Regions from separate parts of the Anser cygnoides genome. Here region 2 is linked to region 1. Evidence: chromatin contacts called from public Hi-C data. All regions are on one chromosome and are shown on one strand. The core of a region is the stretch at or near the end of the contact, and the rest is flanking DNA. Distances in the headings are between cores, read along the strand shown. Region 1 overlaps LOC106038164 (serine/threonine-protein kinase PDIK1L-like). Region 2 overlaps NCOA1 (nuclear receptor coactivator 1).

Region 1 (3,465 bases), core at 372-2,871:
AGCTGCAAAGCTGGGAGCCAGCTTCCTCCTGAACTCGCGGTCCCAAGAGTTCCCGTAGCCGGGCGTAATTTTATAGCTTAGTGCCTCGTGGATAATTCACGTCTTGGCCGCTCAGATCAATAATGATATTTGTGCTCGGACCCGGAGAGCCATCGAGGGACGCTTAAATCAATGCCCTCTTCATCACGGGACGATAACGGCAAGGCCAGAGCTTCGGTGCGCTCCCCGTGGGGCAGTAAGAGCCGCTCCTGCCTCAGCTGTCGCTCCAGGTACCTTTGTGCCCAGTCAGATTTGGTCGGAACGAACTTCGCACGCAGAGCAATCGGATATTTGGTTCCCTCTCCCTAGGGAGGGGAGCAAACATCAGGCAAGGGGCGAGGGACGGGCATCTAAAGGACAGGACGCGGTAGCTCTTCTCCACGAGGGGTGCCACCCGACAGCTCTTGGTTCTGTGGGGGATTTCTGACTGGAATTTGTCGGGCCGCTGCTTGTAAACGTCCCTGGGAGTTTGGTGTCTGCGAAGAGCTCATTTTCCTTCTCCTCTTCGCAGGTGGCAGATTTTGGCCTCAGCAAGGTGTGTCAGGGGAAGGGGAACGTGAACCAGCACCGCTTCTCCTCCGCCTGCGGGTCCAACTTCTACATGGCTCCCGAAGTGTGGGAAGGGCACTACACGGCCAAGGCTGACATCTTTGCCCTCGGCATCATTTTCTGGGCTATGGTCGAGCGGATCACCTTCCGGGACGGGGACACCGAGAAGGAGCTGCTCGGTGAGGACTGGTGCTTTTTGCCCCAAAAGCGCAGGGCAAAATCCCTTCTCTCCAGCGCAAATTTCTCCTGAAGTGGCTGCTGTTCGCGTAGGGTTTCCAGGGCCTGAAAACGTATCAGTAAGGCAGAAGGAACACTTCTTATGTCTGCAAATTATTATGTTCAGAAGGTCGTTCTTCTGCCAGTGAATGTGTGTGGCTGTTGTTTTTTTTTTTAATCCCAAAAACACTTTGTGGGGTTTAAAGGTCATGGGAAAGATTGCTTTTGTCTTCTTTGCTGCCGGGCTTTCCTTACCCCAAGGAGCTCTGCTCAGAGTGGGGTTGGCCCCGGTGGACACCAAGGAGTTTTAAGACAGAAAGCGCTTGGTGACGCTTGGTCTTCGCGGAGCATTCCGTGTCTGTAGGCTGCCGTTCGCTCAGGAGCGCTCCTAATGCTCCCAAAACCCAAACCTGCCCTGCCCGGAACTGGTTTTAGGAATTTGCTTCTACCCTTGACTTGGCACGTCCAGGGGACGGCAGCGCTGGAAGGATGCTCTAAGGAGCCAAGCTATAAACTTGGCAGGGACGTTTAGATCAGCCTCGCTGCGCCCTGGCTGAGTTTCCTCGTTTCGAGGTGCAAACTCTCCCAGGGATGACTCGCCCGATGGCCTGCTCTGTCCCAAACCCCCAAACCCACCCCCCACACACGCGCGCTTGGAATACGTGGTGCTAAACGATTTCAGAAAAGTATATTGCGGTGGGAAAATCCATCTCGAGAGCAGAGAATGCCGGTCATGCAGATTAGCATAACAATTGCAGGCATCTACCCTGGCTCTGAGATCGTAGAGCACCTGTCCGTCTCCTAAACGTTTAAATTTTAAACTTAAAAGGGATTTCTACACAGGGACTTGGATAAGCTTTTGCGCTACCCCTTTAATTATTTTTTTTTTGAGTAGGCTCGGTTCTAATTGTATTATTTATTTCTCTTTAAAACGCCAAATGTTGATAAACGTTTTAGTTCCTGCCTACAACAGCAAGCAAGCGGTTGCAGCTGAGACCAAAGCATGAACAGATCTCATTAAAATAGCCGCCCGCCAACTCGAGATAAGGAGTTTGCGTGGCCAACCTTTTCCCCACGCAGGCAGGTCGCTGCCTTTGAAACGTTTATTCTTCGCCTGGTGCAGGGGCAGAGCAGCCCGAGCGAGCAGAGCTGTTTTCACTGTCTGTTTGGGAAGCCGGTTAATCATTTTTCAACAAGCGGTGAAATTATTTAGATGGCCGGGAGTAAATTTACATTTCCCTTCCTTAATCTCGCCGAGGAGAAGTTGGCGAACGGCAAATGGCGTGCGCTGTCATTTTAATTGAAAATTGTTTGACTTGCTGAGCAAATAGGGTTTGTCTTTAACTCTTTCGAGTCACCCGAGCCAAGCTCAGTCCCTTCCTTCCCCCTTCGAGCGCTTCCAGGCCTGCTGTCGGGGTGAACCAGGACCAGATGGAGGAGGTTCCTTTCAGTATTTGACCTGGCCTCCCGAGCAGTGATCTTCCCGGTGATCTTTCAGATGTTTTGTCCTCCAGATTGCCTCTCCCTGCTTCGCGTGGCAGCCTTTTGCGTAGATTTTCCCCTCGTTTAAGCCGACTCCTTCTACCCTGTGTTCAGGAACTTACATCTGCCAAGGCAAGGAGCTCATTCCTCTGGGCGAGGCGCTGCTGGAGAACCCCAACATGAAGCTGCAAATCCCTCTGAAGAACAAGAAGTCCATGCCGGCCGATCTCTGCGAGCTCCTGCACGACATGCTGGCTTTCAACCCCAAGGAAAGGCTGGACGCCTTCCAGCTGGAAGCCCGCATCAGGCAAATCTCCTACGGCAAGAAGCGCCAGCGCTCGCTCTCATAGACCAAGGGCGCTCAGGTCAGTGTCTGTGCCAGGCCCCTCTGGGTCCCCGTGTGGGTTCACGGGGTTTTTAGCTGCTGACCTGCTGGCCAAAGCCCTCTAAAATCGAACGTGACCCGGGGCAGTTCTGAACGCTTAGCGCCAGAAGGGTGCAGTCAGATGGGAAGGAACCACCTCGTTAAGTTAAACGTGTGGGAAATCTGGGTGAATTACCTCTGACAAAGAAACCTCTGTCTCTTTAATGGTGTGCGATCAGGGAATTGGCCGTGTTGCTCCTCGGTCTGCCTGTCCTTCATCCGAAATCTCAACTGCTTCCATAAATGGGGGCAGACTTCTGGCATCCCTCCAGCGCTTCCCTGTGCTGTGTTTGTCCCTTTTGTGATGTATTTGCTAACGAAATAGAACCCAAGGTGGGTGAAGTTGCTGTGTGTCTGTAGGCGTGCACCCTGGGTATGTTTAGGTGTTTTTTATGTTCTCCTTCCCTGGGCTCGTTAACACAAAGGCCTCGATCCAGCCTTGCAACAACACTGACTCACTTTCGTGCCCACTTTTCTTAAAAACAAACAAAATTCCCAATCCTTCTGAGTTTTTGGTGACCTCCAGTCCCTACACGGATGGAGGTTTGAACGCCCAGTATAAAATCCAAGACGTTCTGTTGGATTTCATGTCTTTGAGCAGTTAACGGCAAAGACATGGACTCGCAGAAGGGAGTTTCCAGGATTTTCAGCTCCTGTTTTCTGCCGTCATGGGCATCGTGGGGTTGAATTTGTTGCATGCATCGTAGCAATGAAGTCTCTTAGGTCCTTGTAAAGCACTAATATTTATGAACTAG
Region 2 (3,465 bases), core at 523-3,022, 160 kb before region 1:
TTTGGGCTGGCAGGGAGCTCAGAGCCCCCCGGTGCCACCCCCTGCCATGGCCACGGCCCCAAAAAGGTCCCTGAGGGCACCCAGCAGAGCCTGAGCCCACACCGTGGGCGCCCTCCGTGTGCCAGGAGCTACCGCTGCCCGATTACTGACCCTCCCCGCACAAAGGCTGCCCTACAATGTCCCGTCACCACCAGAAAACCCAAAGCACGGGGATCTGGCACGTTTTAAAGCCCCGTATTTCTGTCGGGGCCACCGGAGCTGCCGCGCTCGGCGCCGGCGTGGTTGGCAACCTCACTGCGAGCACGGGTCCGACCACGACGAACGTTCCTGGCTCTTCCCGTAGGTACCCAGCCGGCACCAGTGCGAATCCCTCGTCCTCTCTAACCCCATGCAGAGCCTGTAACGACGCCACGGCCCCTGCCCGCCTCCCAGGCGGGACCACCCGAGGCCGGGGGGCCCACCCCGAGCAGCAGAGCTGAAGGTCACACGCTCGGGGACACAAAACCACGTCGCCAGTTCCACATCCAGGGCCGGGGAACTCTCCGAATTGCGGAGAACCACTAACGTTTGGGCTGGTCTGACTGCGGGAGAGGGAACGCTGCGTGTGGAAGGGCCAGGAGGAAGAGGCAGCAGAGGCAGGGCTGGAAATAGGGCAGAGGCTGATGGCACCCGGGTTATCGGGTCACTGAGGCACCAGCACAGACCCCCCTGCGGCGTGCCGGGGTGCCCGGGCTGGGAGACACAAAGCAGAGGGTAAACCCTGGTGAGCCCCAGGATGGGACTGGGTGGATCCTAAGTTTTTCATGAAAAAGAGGTTCTTTTAGTGCAAGGGTACCCTATGTAAGACCTATACAGATAACACGGGGAAGAAGACGGGCAAACAAAAGCGCTCTGAAAGCCCAGGGGTGATGCGAGGCTGAGGAGCAGCATCACGCTGCCAGCGCCTGGGCGTTATTCTCGTGCTGCTTAGCGGGGCACCGACGGCAAAAGAGACAAAACAACTGGGGAAAAAAAAAGACAGAGCCAGGTCTGGAAACGGTAAATTTGCCGCTGCCACGCAGGAGGGGTGCAGCAGTGCATCCGGCGACAATTTAGCCTTCGGCACCGCCACAGCCACTTGTTTCGGCAGGGGATGGGGACCCCAGGTTCGTCCCCTGCTCTTTTTGCGCAGCCCCCGTGGCACCGGCAGGGCTCGGAGCCGCGGCACGGCACCGACGCGAGGCGAGGAGCCGCCGAGCGCAGCGCGTGAGCTCCCGACCCAGCCCCGAGTTCAGGTTGCCCAACCTCGCCGTGCACACACGCGGTGAAAATCGGAGCGCTCCAGCAAAGCAGGTGTGCATCTCTGCCATGAAATGCCTCCTCAGATCTGCCTCCACAGGGCTGTTTGTTTAAGAAAAAAATTAAAATATTTCAAAGCCTTTAAGGCCAGGAGAAATTCAAGCACAGAATCATGTTGTGAGCCCCCACGCAGCCCCCAGGAACTTCCAGCAAGGGGAAGAGCTCCTGCAAATTGTGCAACGCTTTGCTCAGGAGAACCCAAACCTCCCCCCGTACACATGTGAAATCATTAACTTCATCTGCTGCTTTTACTTCTCCCATCAATGATTAACAAATGTTAAGCAATCAGCATTTTTCCTTTTAACGAGGAACGCTCTCTTTTTTTTTTAAAAAAAAAAGAAAAAAACAACAAGTAATGTCCTTACTTCTGCAAGTCGCTGCGAGGATTCTTGCCAGATCCCTCCAGCTTAAACATTTGCACGCTGCTTTTCAAGGTCACCGCTGAACCACGTAATTCTCTCCTTCGCGCATTATCCTCAAGGTGCGCGGCTTTATTCAGCGCCGCGAACGGCGTGCGCCGGCGGGGAGCCGCGCCACCCGAAACGGCCTCGGCGAAGTTCGATCGGTAAAAAGAAAATGCCCGGGGGAAGGCAGCTTCGGAAAATGCAAATATCACCAGGCAGCAGCCGGACCCCGTCCTTTCTTCGCGCGCCGTTACGTAAAAGCCCTGAAAGAAGCGAGGTGGCGGGGAGCTCGCGCGGCGGGGAGCGCGCTGCAGCCGCCCCTACGCAGCCGCCGCCCCCGCTCACGGCCCCCCAAAAATTTTGGGTGGTGGCGATGCCGGGTGGCGATAACCCCCTGCCCCTTACCTGCCTGCTCCGGGCGTGCAAGGCTGCGCGGTGCCCGGCTCGTGCCCGCGCTCGCCCCATGCGGTGCCGCTCGCCCGCGCGCGGGGCTGCCGGGGCCGGGTGGGGGGCTCCTCTGCGCCACCCCCGGGGGGGGGGGGGGCACCGGGGGCACCCGGTGGGTGGCTGTGACCGCACGGATGGCTCCCGGGGGGGGATGAGGAGGAGGGAGGGGAAGGAAGCAGCGATGATGCTCATGGTTTGGATGAAAAGCGGAGCTGGTGCGGTCCTACGGGCTCCCGTTTGAAAAAAATAAAATGCCTGATTTCTGTTTGATTTTCAAAAATAAAAATCAAAAGCAATACGCTCACTGCCTGCAATTTTATTATTTTTTCTTTACTTTTTTTTTTGAAATTACTTTTTTATTTTTAATTTTTAATTCAGACAGGTTTTTAACGTGCATCCCTGTAACTCACGGCTGCGTGTGCCCTGCCGAGCTCGGCTTCCCGCGGCACACAGAATTACCGTTCCACGGGAGGAAAAGCTACGATGCGACCAAAACGACCAAAAACCCTCAGCAGACCCACATTTTGCTCCTCTACACCACGGGGCATTTTTGCTCTGAGCACAAGCAGCTTTTTTATTCCACTGCTGGGGGCTCTGCTCCGGTGGGAGGCGTCCCCTGCCCAGGGCAGGGGCTTGGACGAAAATGATCTTTAAGGTCCCTACGAGCCCAAACCACCCTATGATTGATTCTGTGGTTCTCTGATTCTATAAAAAGGGCTCCCCAGACGTCACCTTGGGCTTGCAAGCAGGTGACCGTGGGACGAGACCAGGGTGACAAGTACCAGTTTGGCTAAAATTTGGGATGCGCGCAGGCTGGCCCGCTAAGGAGCCGCACGCGTGGACAGAAGCGGTCCTCATCGCACCCTCCTCGCAATCGGGGCAGCACGAGGACGAAAACCAAGCCTTTCGTTTCCTGATTACCCACCCTGGGAAACAGCAGACTCCTGTCACCCCGCTGCCTTCCCCCAAAGGGACACGTGCCCCGGTGGTCCGCGGCGCGGGAGGGACAGGGTCTCGCCGCGTCCGCGCACCGCAAGTCACGTCGCCCACGCGGCCGGGGTCTGGAAGTCATTTGACCGAACTGTAAACAGAAGTAAACAGAGGAACCTTAAGATGTTTGGGCCGCAAAATGGCTGTTTTGACGCGGAGCCAAAAAGCTGCAGTTCTGCCATCTCTTTGCCAGCGGAAAGGGTGATTCGTGGCGCCCCGAGCTGGGAGCACCACCACTGCCCCTGCCCTGTGCTGCTCGAGGAGGAAGCCCGGTTTTCAAATTCCC

Evidence for each region. Hi-C and Micro-C count contacts between places; a contact is called where the count stands out from the background.
Region 2: a contact with region 1 is called in a Hi-C map of liver, with 4 times the contacts expected there. The contact joins two enhancer-like sites. A contact is called at or near these places in 2 of 7 Hi-C or Micro-C datasets (both in liver).

Annotation. Positions count from the first base shown.
Region 1 is chr3:121,267,862-121,271,326 of Taihu_goose_T2T_genome, reverse strand. LOC106038164 (serine/threonine-protein kinase PDIK1L-like) reads left to right here. Exons shown (of 5, transcript XM_066995135.1): 3 at 551-767; 4 at 2,401-2,651. The coding sequence ends at 2,636. Among named protein-coding and RNA genes, the nearest start is that of PNOC, 11 kb to the left of the region's middle. Within about 2 kb of position 1,621, at least 2 of the 3 cell types and tissues checked have open chromatin away from gene starts, as enhancers often do. A contact at or near this core is called in liver, where this site is marked.
Region 2 is chr3:121,426,863-121,430,327 of Taihu_goose_T2T_genome, reverse strand. The region is part of intron 2 of NCOA1 (nuclear receptor coactivator 1); the gene reads right to left. Among named protein-coding and RNA genes, the nearest start is that of NCOA1, 81 kb to the right of the region's middle. Within about 2 kb of position 1,772, at least 2 of the 3 cell types and tissues checked have open chromatin away from gene starts, as enhancers often do. A contact at or near this core is called in liver, where this site is marked.